2 separate regions of the Hordeum vulgare genome follow, and region 1 is linked to region 2. A link is a contact called in public HiChIP or PLAC-seq data. All regions are on one chromosome and are shown on one strand. The core of a region is the stretch at or near the end of the contact, and the rest is flanking DNA. Distances in the headings are between cores, read along the strand shown.

Region 1 (7,596 bases), core at 792-3,291, 280 kb before region 2:
CGATAGAAGGTGAGGGACATACGTAGCCGCAAAAAACTAAAAGCCATTCGCTCGGGAAAACGCGCCAAAGTTTTGATAGAGAGGTGTAGCCCGTACAAGAGGACAAATCTCAACAATTCAACCTTCAACAGCCACCTATCTTGACCACACCCTTACGATCACAAAATTCCACCACAAAAATGACATCATTATCATCACCAAGGAAGAAAACCCCCGGCCCTGCAGATCCCATCCGCACACCACACATCTCTAAACGCACGCATGTACACAAAAAAGGGAAGAAAAATTTAACCTCGTCCTAGTGTAATTTTACAATCTTGTGAAGGAAACACAAGAGCGGCAAAGCATTGGCCCAAACAGCACCGGAAAATATCGATCGGATCACGACATGACGCGCGCGCGAGAACTGAAAGGCGAACGAATTTCCACTGGATTTCTTGCCGGCATGCATGATTGGTTAGACCTGGCTGTTGGCCGCCGCCGCCGGCTCGACGCGGGTCTGCGCCGACCTGAGCATGAAGCCGCCCACCGACTTGTCGTGCTCGTCGTCGTCGTGGTAGACGTAGGCGAACCCGCCGTGCCTGGTCAGGTCCATGCCGGCCATCTCGTCCTCGGCCGAGATGCGGAGCAGGCCCAGCTTCTTGAGCGCGAAGAAGAGCGGTCCCATGGTGCAGCTGACGAACCCGGCGATGACGAGGATCTGCACGATGTGCGCCGCCAGCAGCCGCCCGCCGCCGCCCAGGAACAGCCCGTACGGCCTGCCGGGGCCGTAGATCTCCTCCACGTACTGCCGCTTGGCGAAGAGCGCCGTGAAGATGATCCCCCAGGCGCCGCATCCGCCGTGGAGCTGCGCGGCCTCCAGCGGGTCGTCGTACTTGAGGCGGGCGGCGAGCGCGTTGAGCCCGATGAGCACCCAGGCGGACACGAAGCCGCAGATGACGGCGGCCCACGGGTCGACCACGCTGCAGCCGGCGGTGATGGCCGCGAACCCGCCGAGCAGGCCGTTGCAGACGTCCACCACGTTCCAGTGCCCCGTCTGCAGCCGCTTCCCGAACAGCGTCGTCAGCGCCGCCACGCTGCCCGCCAGCGTCGTCGTCACGGCGGTGCGGCCCACGCCCGACCACTGCCCGTGGATGCTCCCCGGCGGCCCGTACGACTTGAGGATGGTGACGAAGGACCCCGGGTTGAACCCGTACCATCCGAACCAGAGCAGGAAGGTCCCCAGCACCACGAGCGACGCGCTGTGGCCCTTGAGCGCCACCGAGCGGCCGGCGTGGTCGAACCGGCCGATGCGGGGGCCCTCGATGAGCGCGCCCCAGAAGCCGGCGATGCCGCCCACCATGTGCACGACGCCGGAGCCGGCGAAGTCGATCACCCCGGACTTGAAGAGCAGCGGGCCGGACGTGCGGGCCGCCGAGGCCCAGCCGTCCACGGACCAGATCCAGTGGGACACGACCGGGTAGACGAACCCGGTGAGGAAGGCCGAGTAGATGAGGTAGGCGACGAACTGCGTCCTCTCGGCGATGGAGCCCGAGGTGATGCCGGCGGCGGCGATGGCGAAGGCCCACTGGAAGAGGAAGAAGCTGTAGTCGAAGCCGGTCTGCGGCATGTCCTTGAGGCCGAAGAAGTGCTTCCCGATAAACCCGTTGGACGGGGTGCCGAAGGCGAAGGCGAAGCCGAAGAGGTAGTAGAAGAGCGCGCCGGCGGCGGCGTCGAGCACGTTGGTGAGCATGATGTTCATGGTGTTCTTGGCCCGGACGGAGCCCGCGCAGAGCATGGCGAAGCCGAGCTGCATGGCGAAGACGAGGTAGGCCGAGAAGAGCAGGTACGTGGAGTCCACCGCCGACGTGGTGTCGGCGAACCTGTTGCACAGGTAGTCCGTGGCGTTCGCCGCCGCCGCACCCAGCAGCGGCCCCAGGTCCGCCGCGCACGTCGCCGACATCTCCGCGGCGGCCCCTCTACTTGGGAAAGTGGTTGGTGTCCGGCGATCGGAATCGGGAAGCGCGCGGCCGGGAATGGCGTGGTGAGCAGGCTGGGGGGAACCAACCAACCGGCGGCGTCTGATTTATAGGAGGCGGGCGTGCGGGTGTGCGAGGCACCGAAAAAGATGTGGCCAGTCGAGATAATCGGACGGTTGGGATTGTGTTTCAGGAATATCGTGCGGCGACGATGGGGCTACCGTGGCTGGAGACCGGGGCCCGCCGGGAGTGAATCTTCTGTGGTGGCACGGATGAGGGGCTGGTGCCGTTTTGGAATCTCCGGATTCCGGAAATGATGATAGCCGGACGTTCCATCGAGAGTTGGCATGCAGTAACAAGATGCTATATCGATTTGTTCGTCTGTTTTCGAGGCAGTTTGAATCCTTGGGTGTAGTTTTTGCAGATTTTCGCAATCTTGTTTTAGTATTCGTGTTCAGGTAGCGTTCTGTTACTTGAGTGAAAACTTCTTTTACGGGCTGGCACGTTGGGACTGAGCTGTATCGTTGAAAGCTTTCAACCTTTGGTGACGGCGGTTAATGCCCGAGGATCTCGGGCTTACGGCTTTGCTATCGTTGCGTTGATCATGGAATCTTGTTAGTTATGGCAAGATCTACATTTCGAGTAAGATTTTATGGTTAGATGCCGAAATAGAATCGTCTATACGTCCGTTACCCTGCCCCAAATATATACCCTCCATTCGCAAACACACGATGTTTTCAATGTTATAATGTACTACGTACACATTGAAATGGATGAACAAACATGTCAAAATATGTTTATACACATTTATTCATAAAGAAATAGAACGTCTTAGTGTTTGCCAACGCGGGATTGTCTACTCTCTCTCTGAACACCAGCACACACAATATTTATATTTTTCTGGACATTGAGACGGATCTTTTTTTCCTGCTTTCTTAGAGGAAGCTCAACCTTCATTAAATGAACAAAATGACGCAACATTTTACCAGTGGAAGGTTATACAAGAAATGTTGCATCATACCTAGGTCGGTTCCGTCTTGGGTCGTCAGTCTGGCCCAAGGGCCCTGTAGGAGAAGACTCCAAAAGCTTTGATGTACAAGACAAGAAACCAGAGTTGTGGAGGACTCCCCTCTACCGATTCAGCCGACTATGTTGTATAACCCTAGGGACCCAAGTATGTTATGAAAGCTAGGGTCGAGCTAGTTTATAGATGATCATACAGTCTCTCGGTCATACATGTACTTTTTACATCCCAATCGCAATACATACGAGCAGGAGTAGAGTTTTGCCTCGTAAGGAGGGTTTGAACCTGGGTAAATCTATCTCTTGTTTTCCTCTGATCTAATCACCACGCCGGGATAGCCTACCAAGGGATCTGCCAAAATCAGCTCTCACATATCATTTTCAAGCTCCCAAAAATTTATTTCCTATGGTATAGGGAATTTTAAAGTACGAGACCTATCACATGCAGAGACATCTACTAAACATTAATATAGAAAAATAAGAAAAGTTAGAGAAAACGATTGTGTTTTATAAACCATAGAACATAGCGAAGGCATTAGTCATTGCGCCTTCACCAATACTGCTCGCTGCCACTTCTCTTGATTATATTGATCTCATTCAAATAATTCGCATATGTAGCCTTCAATCTTTGTCGCGTATTAGTTGAAGGCTACATATGGTCATAGTAGATGAGTTGTTGCGCATATTAGTTGCTCGTTTGCTCTCCCACAACAATGCAACAATCATCCAATGTGATATATGGTAGATAATAAAAATATGATCAACAGGTAAACATATACAAACAATATTCATTATGTCCTTCCAAATAGACCATATAACAGAAGTCCCACCCACAGAAACACGTTGTTTCATGAAACCATCAAACTTCATAATTCATCTACTAATCCCAGCAGTGCTTCTGGTATCATTTGCATTCAAGTAGCACAAGAAGATACACTCGAAATGTATCTACGTACAACACACCCAAAGAACAAATGATCCACGGTTTCCAAATTATTAAATAATCTATATTTACTATCCTTGCATTCCACCATCTCTTAATCAACATACTTAGTTACGATCCATTTTCACTTCCAACTAGATGAACACCTTTTCTTTCAAAAGGATTTTCACAAACCAAAGCCTCTTGTGTGGCCAATTCCAGTTGACCTACTTTAAGCATCGTGTATAAAGAATGCACAAAAAGATTTAGTTCGTATTGAGAGTCCATCTACAAGAGTCATCTCCATCTAACAAAATATACCATTTCACATATCCCATAAGTGAAGCCGGGAATCAACATTCTCTCCCCATAGCACCCTTCTAAATTTGATACTACTCGAGCCTTTCTCTCTAGTAATAGACTATAAATCTTTGCAAACATTACACTCAATGCCCCCCCCCCCTCCCCGGCGATATTCCAAAAATTTGATCCTTTTACCATTCCCAACCTTTCTTGTTTACAAAACTAAAAATATTGTTTCACTTTAACATGGCTTGCCAACAGAGCAACCTTTCATCTCCATCTATCATTTACAAACTTCCACAACCATCGACACAAAACACATACATTCAACAAAGTTAAATACGCTACCCCAAGACTCTCGTGATATATAGGTCTAATAACTTATTGCTAATTTACTAAATGGTAGTATTTCTTACCACCCCAAGACTCTTGTGACTTGTAGTATTCATCAAATCTACCTTCAACAAATGATGTTTGAACATGTAGGATGAGTTTATCGATAACATCAATGACGCTATTATTAATATCATTTGGTGGAAATTTGAAAAATACATTTGTTAAACATATAGATCCATATTATTGATTTTTATCAACTCCAACACATGTACCTACTAATGTAACTCATCCATAATGAAACCTCACCGAGCCTAATCTTATATAGTAAAACTCATGAAACAATAATACCTAATCATTGCCAATAAAATGCCAACAAGGTTGATAAGAATACCTAGGAAGTCCATCTGGTGCAAGAACTTTCTTGCCCTTCTTCTGAAACATTACTCACATGATTTCTTCGATAGTGAATTCATGACTTATTACAGATGTATCCCGCAAAAGGCGTAGGAAGTTCAAATTGAAATTTTGCATGACAAGTATCTAGACCCAATATGTTTTTTGTAGAATAAAGTAGTTATAACAACAAATCATTATCCTCGTGAACAAGCCTATCCTAGCTCCTCCTCATGATCAACGTGGGTAATCTTATTCATCTTTTTTTTATATTACAAGCCACATTTTCTTTAGGTATATACTAATGTGTAGGTTTCACCGGTAATTTGCATAGTCACATTCAAAATATAATGTATGTCTATCAAACTACTAGAAAATTTCTCAATACAATTCGATAAAACATATGCCACCGGTGCCATAGAATATATATTTCATGGAAAGGACAAGATGTAGTGGTGAACTAAGATATGAAATGCTTTATTTGTGGTATGGGAATTAAATATTGATGTTTGTTGAGAACGTACTCTTGGTTAGAAAGTTAGCGGAGTGGTTCAGTGGGACGAAATGTTTCTACCAAGAACAAGGCTTTTATTAGCATCTTTGATCTTGAAACTGCACAACTTGGATCTTTACCTGGCTAGTTTATTGTTACTAAGTCCAAATGCAACACAAAGTCGCGTATATACTTCCTCCTTCTGTTTGCTCCGCGCATTGGGTTTGTCTCGAGTCAAACTCGCTAAAGTTTAACCAAGTTTACATAAAAATATATATTAATATTCGCAATACAAAATCAATGACATTAGATCCATCATAGATCATATTTTCATATTATGTTTACCAGCTATTGTAGATGTTGATGTTTTTTAATATAGACTTCACACTTCAAAAAATCTACTTCCTACGTTTCAAAATAAGTTTCTCAACTTTATACTAGCTCTAATACAAAATTATAGTAAGTTTGAAACACTTATTTTGAGACAGAAGAAGTAATACTCGGAGTAAAAAAAATGAAGGGAGTACTCGGTAATACTACTCCCTCCGTACCAAAATAAGAGACTCAAAAATGACTCAACTTTACACTAACTTTAGTATAAAGTTGAGTCACTTTTGAATCACTAATTTTAGGATTGAGGGAGTAATTTTCTGTGTTTACTGGATCATGTTGGCGTCCCAATTGAGAAATAGTCCCATCATGTAGCAATCATTTGATTGGTTCCCCATACCCCAATTTCGACACAGAAGATACAAATGTATGTGACGTAATTGAAGAGGACTCTCGGTGTGAAACAAAAACGTCACGCGAAATGAATCCCGTCCACAAACACCTGTTTAGTTTTTGCTCCGGTCAACTGTACAGTACGCCCTGTTTTATTTGTTTATTATGGAATCCAGTCTCGCTGCGTTCTTGTTTGCTTGTGTGTATGAAAGACGAAGTATTTGCAGTCGAGCAATCTCGTTCGCGGATAAATCTATTCACCTGGTTCCTTCAAGTACGCAATGGACGTGCAAAACCGGCAGCCGCACAAATTCTGATTCTAGGGCCTTCTCTTCTGTATTCCTCTTCTTGTTTGTTCTGTAGCGCAAATTTATTCCGTTGCTTATTCCCCTACAGACATGCTTCAGATTTTGTACAGGTGATTGGTGATGTCTAATACTCTCTGAGGCATTGTTTGGTTTCAATAAGTCCGGTGACTTAAAACCAGTAACTTATAAGTCACGTCTGTTTGGTTGTCATCTGACTTATAAGTCACATTTTCATGCAAAAGTGGATGATTTAGACCCTGTTTGGATACACTCAGATTATATAATCTGGTTTTTATAATCTATTATGTCTCCAAACAGGACAGATCATATTGCAGTTTATAAAAACTAGATGGCCAGATTATTAAAAACTCATAATCTACTCTACCCCAGCTAAAATCAGATTATGGATTACTAATGACCCATCACCCTTGAAAACTTGGAGATAATTACCTACTGCCACCGCCATCGTCCTCCAAACATGCCCATCTATATTATTACCTTTGCAGTTAAAAAACAAAGGACATACATGTCATTGTACAATATAAAACCTGGATTACAGTTTATATAATCTGGCCTCCAAACATGCCCACCTAGATTATTTTTATAAACCAGATTATATAATCTATCTTCATAATCCAGATTATTATAATCTATTATGATTCCAAACAGGGCCTTATAAGTTTTAAGTTGGGGTGGAGCAACTTATGACTTATAAGTTGGGGAGACTTATAAGTTGGGTTTGTTTGGTAAAATAAGTCACTTTTTGCTCTTTTCAACTTATAAGTTGGTTACTTATTTGGAACCAAACAGGTCCTGAATTATTCATCGCAAAAATGAATAGACAAGCAAGTGGGGACGGAGGGAGGATGTGCTCGTCGATCAAAATTTGATTCATCGTCATCATCTTGGATCTGGCGTGGGTTTAAGCTAGTCCTGTTCCGGCCGCAAAGCACGCGAACACCAATTATATATATAGCCCAACTTGATGATGGTGATAAGACACCGCGATGCAAATATCAGTTAAAGTAATCGTGGTTGTCAACTGTTTACATGTTACCGGCAACCAGCAATCAGGTATAGATCATCGTGAGCTCCCCGCCGGGGTGGCAGCGGGCGACGACCACGGCCACGGCCACG
Region 2 (7,078 bases), core at 1,174-3,673:
AAGAGTGTCAGATCCAAAGATCTTCAGACGCAACGACCTCTAGTATGACAGTGCAAGCCTTGACATGGCCCTTATACTGCCCTTGCCAAGCAGAAGGGCAGTTCTTCCACTCACAGTGCATGCAGTCTATGCTACCAATCATCCCTGGGAAGCCCCTGCTAGCATTCATCGCCAACAAACGGGCTGTATCATCAGCAGTCGGCTATCTCAAGTACTCAGGGCCAAACACAGCAATAACAGCATTGCAGAACTTATACAGGGACTCTAGGCAAGTAGACTCTCTCATACGAACGTACTCGTCAATGAGATCACCGGGTACTCCGTATGCAAGCATTCAGATGGCAGCAGCGTATTTCTGATAAGAGGAAAAACCTATCTTGCCAACGACATCCGCTTTGCACTCGAAATAGTCATCATAGCCGACCACTCCCTCTCTAATACGGTTGAAAACATGCCTACTCATACGGAAACGGCGACGGAATTGTTGATGTTTGAACAACGGCTTTGCTGTATCAAAATAGTCCTTCCAAAGAAGGAAATGCCCGCTCTCTCGGTTGCGATTCAATGCCGGAAGGTGGTCCGGAATGGAGCCACGGAACAATGGCCGTTGGCTGTTGAGGTGGTGATGGACCAACACGGGAGCCAACATCTCCTCCTCGTCATCGGACGAGAATCGTCGGAGTCGCAAAGGAAATTGTGAAAAAAAAACTCGTCGACATTGTCCATTTTTCTGTACCTTGGCAAACTGTCGAACAACTTGCGGGCGCCGACGAAGAAGACGATCGACGAAGGGAGTCGCGACACGCACGGACCAGCTAGTTGCCATGCCGGTGTCCGACGAGAGGGCCGCGCCGGTGAGGATCTGGCCGGGCGGCGAGGCAACTTCTTGGTCGGGGGCGTGGGGGTGGGAAGCAGTCGGCTCCCCGGCGGCAAGATGGCGGCGTTATTGAGAGTGGGCGGATGTGGGCAGCGTTGCTGAGGGTGGGCAGCTGGCAGAGTCGCTGGCAAAAATTGGCGGCGGCAACGACGACGAAGGAGGCGGGCGAGGGTTGTTGTTGGATGGGGGGAGGCCAATGTGCCACCGACCAGCGGGCCCGGGGGGAGGAGAAGGCGAGCGTGCGCGCGTCCGTCGCGTGTCCGCGTCGACGCAAATCCGGCTCAAAAATGGTCCGGGAATGGGTCGCCCGTGGACGAAAAACGGACAAGCGTCCGGTTGGGTCGGCGCGTTGGGCCGCCTTTTGTGTGTGCACCGACCCAAACGGACAGTGGCGAACGAAATGGGTCGCACCATTGGAGTTGCTCTAATGTATGTCTATATACATTCGTATGTAGCTTCAGAGTGAAAACTCTAAAAAGACTTAGGCCCTGTTTCTTTAAAAAGTTCTAGGACTTTTTTTAGTTTCAACTAGAAAGTTCCTAGTCCCTACCCGTTTCTTTTCAGGGACTAAACATGAACTAGAGGTCATTAAATGACATGCAGAAAGACCATGTTAACCCTAGTAATATACTAATAGAAGTTATTAAATAACATGCTAAAAGTAGGGACACTATTGGAAAAAGTGTCAAAAAGTCCCAAAAAGACCCTCTCATATGGACTTCTTCCTTTAGTTCCAAATATCACCTTTTAGTCCCTAAAAGTCCCTCATGTTTCTTTCACATGGACTAAAAGGGATTTTTTTAGTCCCTACAGCAAAAAAAATTCCTCTAAAGAAACACCTCTTATACTTTCTTCGTTTCAAAATTCTTATCTTAGATTTGTTTCGATATGAATGTATCTAGTCATGTTATAGTATTTAGATACATTTATTTTTAAACAAACTTAAGATAAGAATTTAGAAACCGAGGAGTACATATGTGCTCTTTAGCATCTGGATTAGCATTTGAGTTATGTTTGACACCTCCTCTGGTAGAGGGAGGAGTAAATTGCTGGAGCGGTCGCCCTGTACGGAGCATCGGAACCATCTACTCGCATTCAAGCTTCCTTAATTTGTTTTTTTTTTACTCGCATTCAAGCCAGCGACATCGAGGCGCTGGACTTGTACCGGCCTCCCCGAGTTTCTCGCACGCATGACACTGGTCACCTGGGCCCGGACGACTCCTCGCACCCGCACGGCCCACGGGCTAGATCCCGACTGCGTGCGTCGTCTCGTGCTGTACCGCCTGCACCGCATCTATTGCAGTGCACGCACGTACGCCCTGCGAGGACGAGGAGAGAGCCCCAATGACAGTCCCGTCTCCGTCCTGCCTGCGTCCCGTCGTGCCTGTGGCCCCAGCCGTCAGCGGGCGCGGACGGACCCACGCGTCCGCTGCGCCCTCCCGTGCTCCGCCAGAAACCCTTTCCACTTTCGACTCGACACGACCCGCTCGGCCCCCGTTCCCTACCCTCCCCTTCATCACCATGTGCGCTTTACGCGTCCCCGTCTAGCTGACGGACCCCTCGTCCTCTCACACCAGTCCTTCTCCCCTCGCTTTGCAGCCTCCTCCGCGGCGCCCAGCAGTTGCGCCCCGCGGCGAGACGCGGAGAGACGGAGCCTTGCTTCCGCGCGAAGCTTCCGCCATGGGCGACGTCTCCACCGCGGCGGCGGGCGCGGGGGAGGACCCCGTGCCCAAGGACCCGAGGACGATCGCGCGCAAGTAAGCGCCCTGCCCCTGACCGACCGCGCCCTCCTCGTCCTCCCCTCCCCTCCCCATTTTCTGCGATTCCGCGGTGTCTCGTTTGTTGCGGATTTGTTTTGGGGCCATGCAGCGGGGCTTCGAAGCGGAACCAGAGTCAGTCAGTCACCCCTGTGATTATATATAATGTTAGATTTTAGCAGTTCATGCTCTCTAGTCACTTGGTGTTGATTTATCTGATTAGATGACCCATCAGCTGTGTTTAATTCTAAAGTGTTTCCGGTTCAATCGTGATCTATTGCACAGTTTAATGCTCCGTGAATTAGTTGTTCGCAAAGCCATCCCCGTTCTTAATCTCTACGATTCGATCCTCTCGGAGACTTGCTTTGGGGAAGCTCTGCTATCCTTCCCACGTGTCGCTCTTCAGTTTCTGTGGTAGCGGTAGATGGGGCACATCAAACCTGTCGCAGTTACACCTTGACAATGCAGGGCGCCTGTTAAAAGAAAATGCCGATGAATAAATGGACTAATAATTGACCGAGAATTCCTGGTGTCTCTGTAGTACCCCACATCTTTAGTCTGGCAAGGAAGGCCATCCTTTTCTTTGATAGAATCTCCAGTGCTGTAGTTTCTGCTACTCGCCTTTATTTGTCAAGTATCATGAGATGAACAATTGGTGGTGTGTTACAAAGCTTTTGTTGATCAATGATTACACTGTGTCATTAAACTATACCCAAGTCGGATAACAACATTATATCTTACTCTGTTTCATTATACAGATTTTCGGTAACAACATTATATCTTGTGCTTTAGGTATCAGTTGGATCTCTGCAAGAGGGCTCTCGGGGAGAACATCATAGTGTACCTAGGCACTGGATGCGGGAAGACCCATATAGCCGTGCTGCTCATTTACGAACTTGGCCATCTCATCCGCAAACCCAGACGTGATGTCTGCATCTTCCTAGCCCCAACAGTCCCCCTTGTTCTCCAGGTAGATTACTGTCCAACTTTGCACACATCACATTTTTAGGATAAGTTGTGTAATTGGGCACGCGACTGCATAATTTCTCTCTAGGTTATGACTGAGCACAACTGTACATGTTTATTAATTGCTCTTCTTCTCTGAAAACAAAACTGCTCTACTTTTTTACAGCAAGCAACGGTGATTGCTAATTCCACCAATTTCAGAGTTCAAAGTTACTACGGTGATGGTAAAAACCCAAGAGATCACGGGGACTGGGAGACAGAGATGGGGGAATCTGAGGTAAGGTTTGCTCGACATTCTCCTTGCAGGTCAATCACAATGATTTTCCAGCTTGGAAAATGTTGTAGGGAGCTATTTGCATTATCATAAATTAGGTTATGACGCCTGAGTACTTCTTAGCAAACTTCTACCCAGAGATTATTGAACACACCCTTGTAATTTCTTCTGAATTAGTGGTCTAATTCTGCGTACATATAAACAATAGACCCATCAGTCTAATAATCTGTGCATCCGTTTTTGCCAAAATATGATAAGAGTTCTGTTCTACTCTTTGCATAGTTTTGCACCTAATTTGTATCACTTCCTATGCCACTGCAGGTTCTTGTAATGACTCCCCAGATTTTGTTGCATAGTTTGCGGCATTGTTTCATCAAGATGGACTCAATTGCACTTCTGATATTCGATGAATGCCATCATGCACAAGCGCATAAGCGGCACCCATATGCACAAATTATGAAGGTAGTGTCAAGATCTTCTTCCTGCAATACAATTTGCAATGCACAGACTATCTTCATATGATGGAATAATTAGGTTGTCATTTCTTGGCCACCCAATGGTAGCATTGCATCATTGAATTTTCTTTGCACTTGAACTCGTCTCAATAAAACTACATCCACATGCCACAGTTGTTAATAAAATACTATTGGAGCTTAAATTGTTTGGTGCATGCTGATGGGAGAATTCATGCTTGTTGGTTATGTTTCTAATAAATGGAGAACTAAATGAAAATAACATGTCTATGTTATTGGTTTAATATCTCCATATATTTGGTCATTAACCAATACATATGTTGGTCGCCATATGTGTCCTTGTATGTTTACCAACTAAGGATCACATTCAACTATGATTATTAAGATAACACAAACAAGTCAAATACTTGTCATCCATACTTTTCAAGGATAATTATGTTGATGCCTCACAACAATACAATGTTTGTACATGATTTGTTTGGCCGTGGAGTTACGGTCGGGCCACCTGGGATCACTAGACAACGATTTGCCTATGTTAAACCCCTCTCGAGACGGTTAATGGCCCTACTCTTGCTTTGCTTGGATTATATCTCGAGATGGGAGTACAATTGTTGTCACAATGAGGGAATTTGTCGAGTTGATATGCAACCGGATGACTACTACAGACGAACTAGATAATGCACTCTAGATCTCTAGGGTTCCGTCTCTTGTGGAAATGATCAAGTTGCCCCTCTTTCGCGGTCTTCGCCTCCTTTATATACCTATAGTGTGGCGGGTGGCCTCATCTCCTTCTAGTAGGCATCCCCCTCTATGCACAAGTAGGATTCTAGACCATTCACGAGTAGGACTCGTGGTCTCTTTCCAAGTACCCACAAGGCTTCCTTCTAGGAACTAGGAACATATCCGAACTAGGTTGGTGAGCTCCATGGGCCCTAGGGCCTGCATATACCTAGTCATGTTTATGACATCCATACGGTAGAATGACTATCCGTCTTACTGATATTTTTCAAGGAACATGTTGTGCATTGAATCATGAACTCACAAAATTATAATCATCATTATGATTGACTCTTGCATGTATCTCCAACAATACACACATAACATATACTCCCTCCGTCCCAACATAAGTCTCTCAACTTTGTACTAAAGTTGAGACACTTATTTTGGGACCGAGGGAGTACATAATAAAGAAATGTCCCTCGTTGGATCGCATGATTCTCAAATGACAAGTATAGGAAAAACATAGGATTATAGTGTCACCACTTCTTGAATCCTATTGGAAGTCGAAGCATAGGAATTTGCAACATACTCTTTGAATGTTCCATAGGCATCTTGTGAGAATATTGAGACTTGAGAGAAGGTGTATGCAAGGTACAAAGGAGAATTTTAACCAGATATATCCTTTTGCTCGAAATCCTATGAAATTGGGGCTTATGGATGCAATCCATATGAGGTTCCTATGGATTGAAATCCTCCAAAATTCCTAGAAGATTCCCCCACTCAAAGAAGCACTAACATTCATGTAACTACGAGAGTATGTGTAGTAAGTTATACATATTAGACTTGTACTCCATCCGTTCCTAAATATAAGACCTTTTAGAGATTCCACTAGGGACTACATACGGATGTATATAGATATAATTTACAGTGTAGATTCACTCATTTTACTTTGTATGTAGTCCATAGTGAAATCTCTAAAAGGTCTTATATTTAGGAATGGAGGGAGTATATATTAGCGATGTAATATCCTGTGTATATATAGCCCATGGTCTCATGGGAGTATACATTGCATATTTCTCGGCATGGTACAAGGCCTAGAGTTTTTTTCTCTGCGGCCTCAACTCATACTTGGATCAGTTTCAACCTTGTTTTTCTATTCTCTTATCAGTTTTGTCTGATCTCCACCTCGTCATCATTGCTTTCCACATCACTCCCGGAAGGGGCCATCCTAGTCGTAGATAAAGGCATCACTAATATCACCTTGCCTAGCTCGCGCCTCATCCAAATCAAGCCTCTTGTTGTTTGCTTTCCTTATACATCATCGTCACTTCCAGGCCGTTCCCGCCTTCACACCAGCGGATGCAATTTTCTCCTCGAAGCCCTCGACACCCTACTTGACCTGGCATGTTCCATTGACTTCGCTCGCCTTCGCATGACCGTTGCGATTCTTGCGTCATCTTTGTCTATCGATCAGGCCGTTCCTCACGTTGCAACCTTACCGGCCACTGTTGCCCTCCCTTCCCACCCGCATATCTTCTCCGGTGGCCAAGCGAGCCCCACTACATGTGTCTCCATTCTCAGATCGAGTCGAGCCAGCTTTGCTCTATTCTAGAAAAAAATGTGATGTCTTCGTCGTAGGGCTTCGTTTCCACCCCTCATTGCCCGATGAATTTCAAAGTGTTAACTACCACATAGTTCTTCGCCCGCATGCGCATTCACTTGCGTGGTATTTGTCTCTTGGGTGTTCTCTTCAGTGAGGTCTCCTGTCTGTTGTGTCATGTTCCTCCTGTCGAGCCTACACTATCAACTCTTGTCCCGGGTGCCACTCGGCCTGAGATTGTTGCTGCCAAGGTTGGTGATGATGTTGTCGTTGTTTACCACCAAAAGGTTTATGAACTACAAGGTGGCTGTATACACATGTAGGTGGCCCTAGGCCAGTATATATACATGTACATGTATGATACGATAAGCAAAAAAAAACTTATAGAACAGGGAAAATACAAAGGGGTAC

What was found. HiChIP or PLAC-seq counts read pairs in DNA pulled down with a chosen protein or histone mark.
Region 1: a contact with region 2 is called in an H3K4me3 HiChIP or PLAC-seq map of embryo, with 4 times the contacts expected there. The contact joins the promoter of LOC123427217 here to the promoter of LOC123427216 in region 2. A contact is called at or near these places in 1 of 6 Hi-C or Micro-C datasets (leaf) and 1 of 1 datasets of contacts at active chromatin or transcription factors (embryo).

Annotation. Positions count from the first base shown.
Region 1 is chr2H:555,117,063-555,124,658 of MorexV3_pseudomolecules_assembly, reverse strand. LOC123427217 (ammonium transporter 1 member 1) reads right to left here and starts at 2,041. Exons shown (of 1, transcript XM_045111213.1): 1 at 47-2,041. The coding sequence starts at 1,942. The coding sequence ends at 458.
Region 2 is chr2H:554,833,090-554,840,167 of MorexV3_pseudomolecules_assembly, reverse strand. It overlaps LOC123427216 (endoribonuclease Dicer homolog 4), which reads left to right and starts at 2,423. Exons shown (of 25, transcript XM_045111211.1): 1 at 2,423-2,634; 2 at 3,427-3,604; 3 at 3,767-3,877; 4 at 4,196-4,336. The coding sequence starts at 2,558.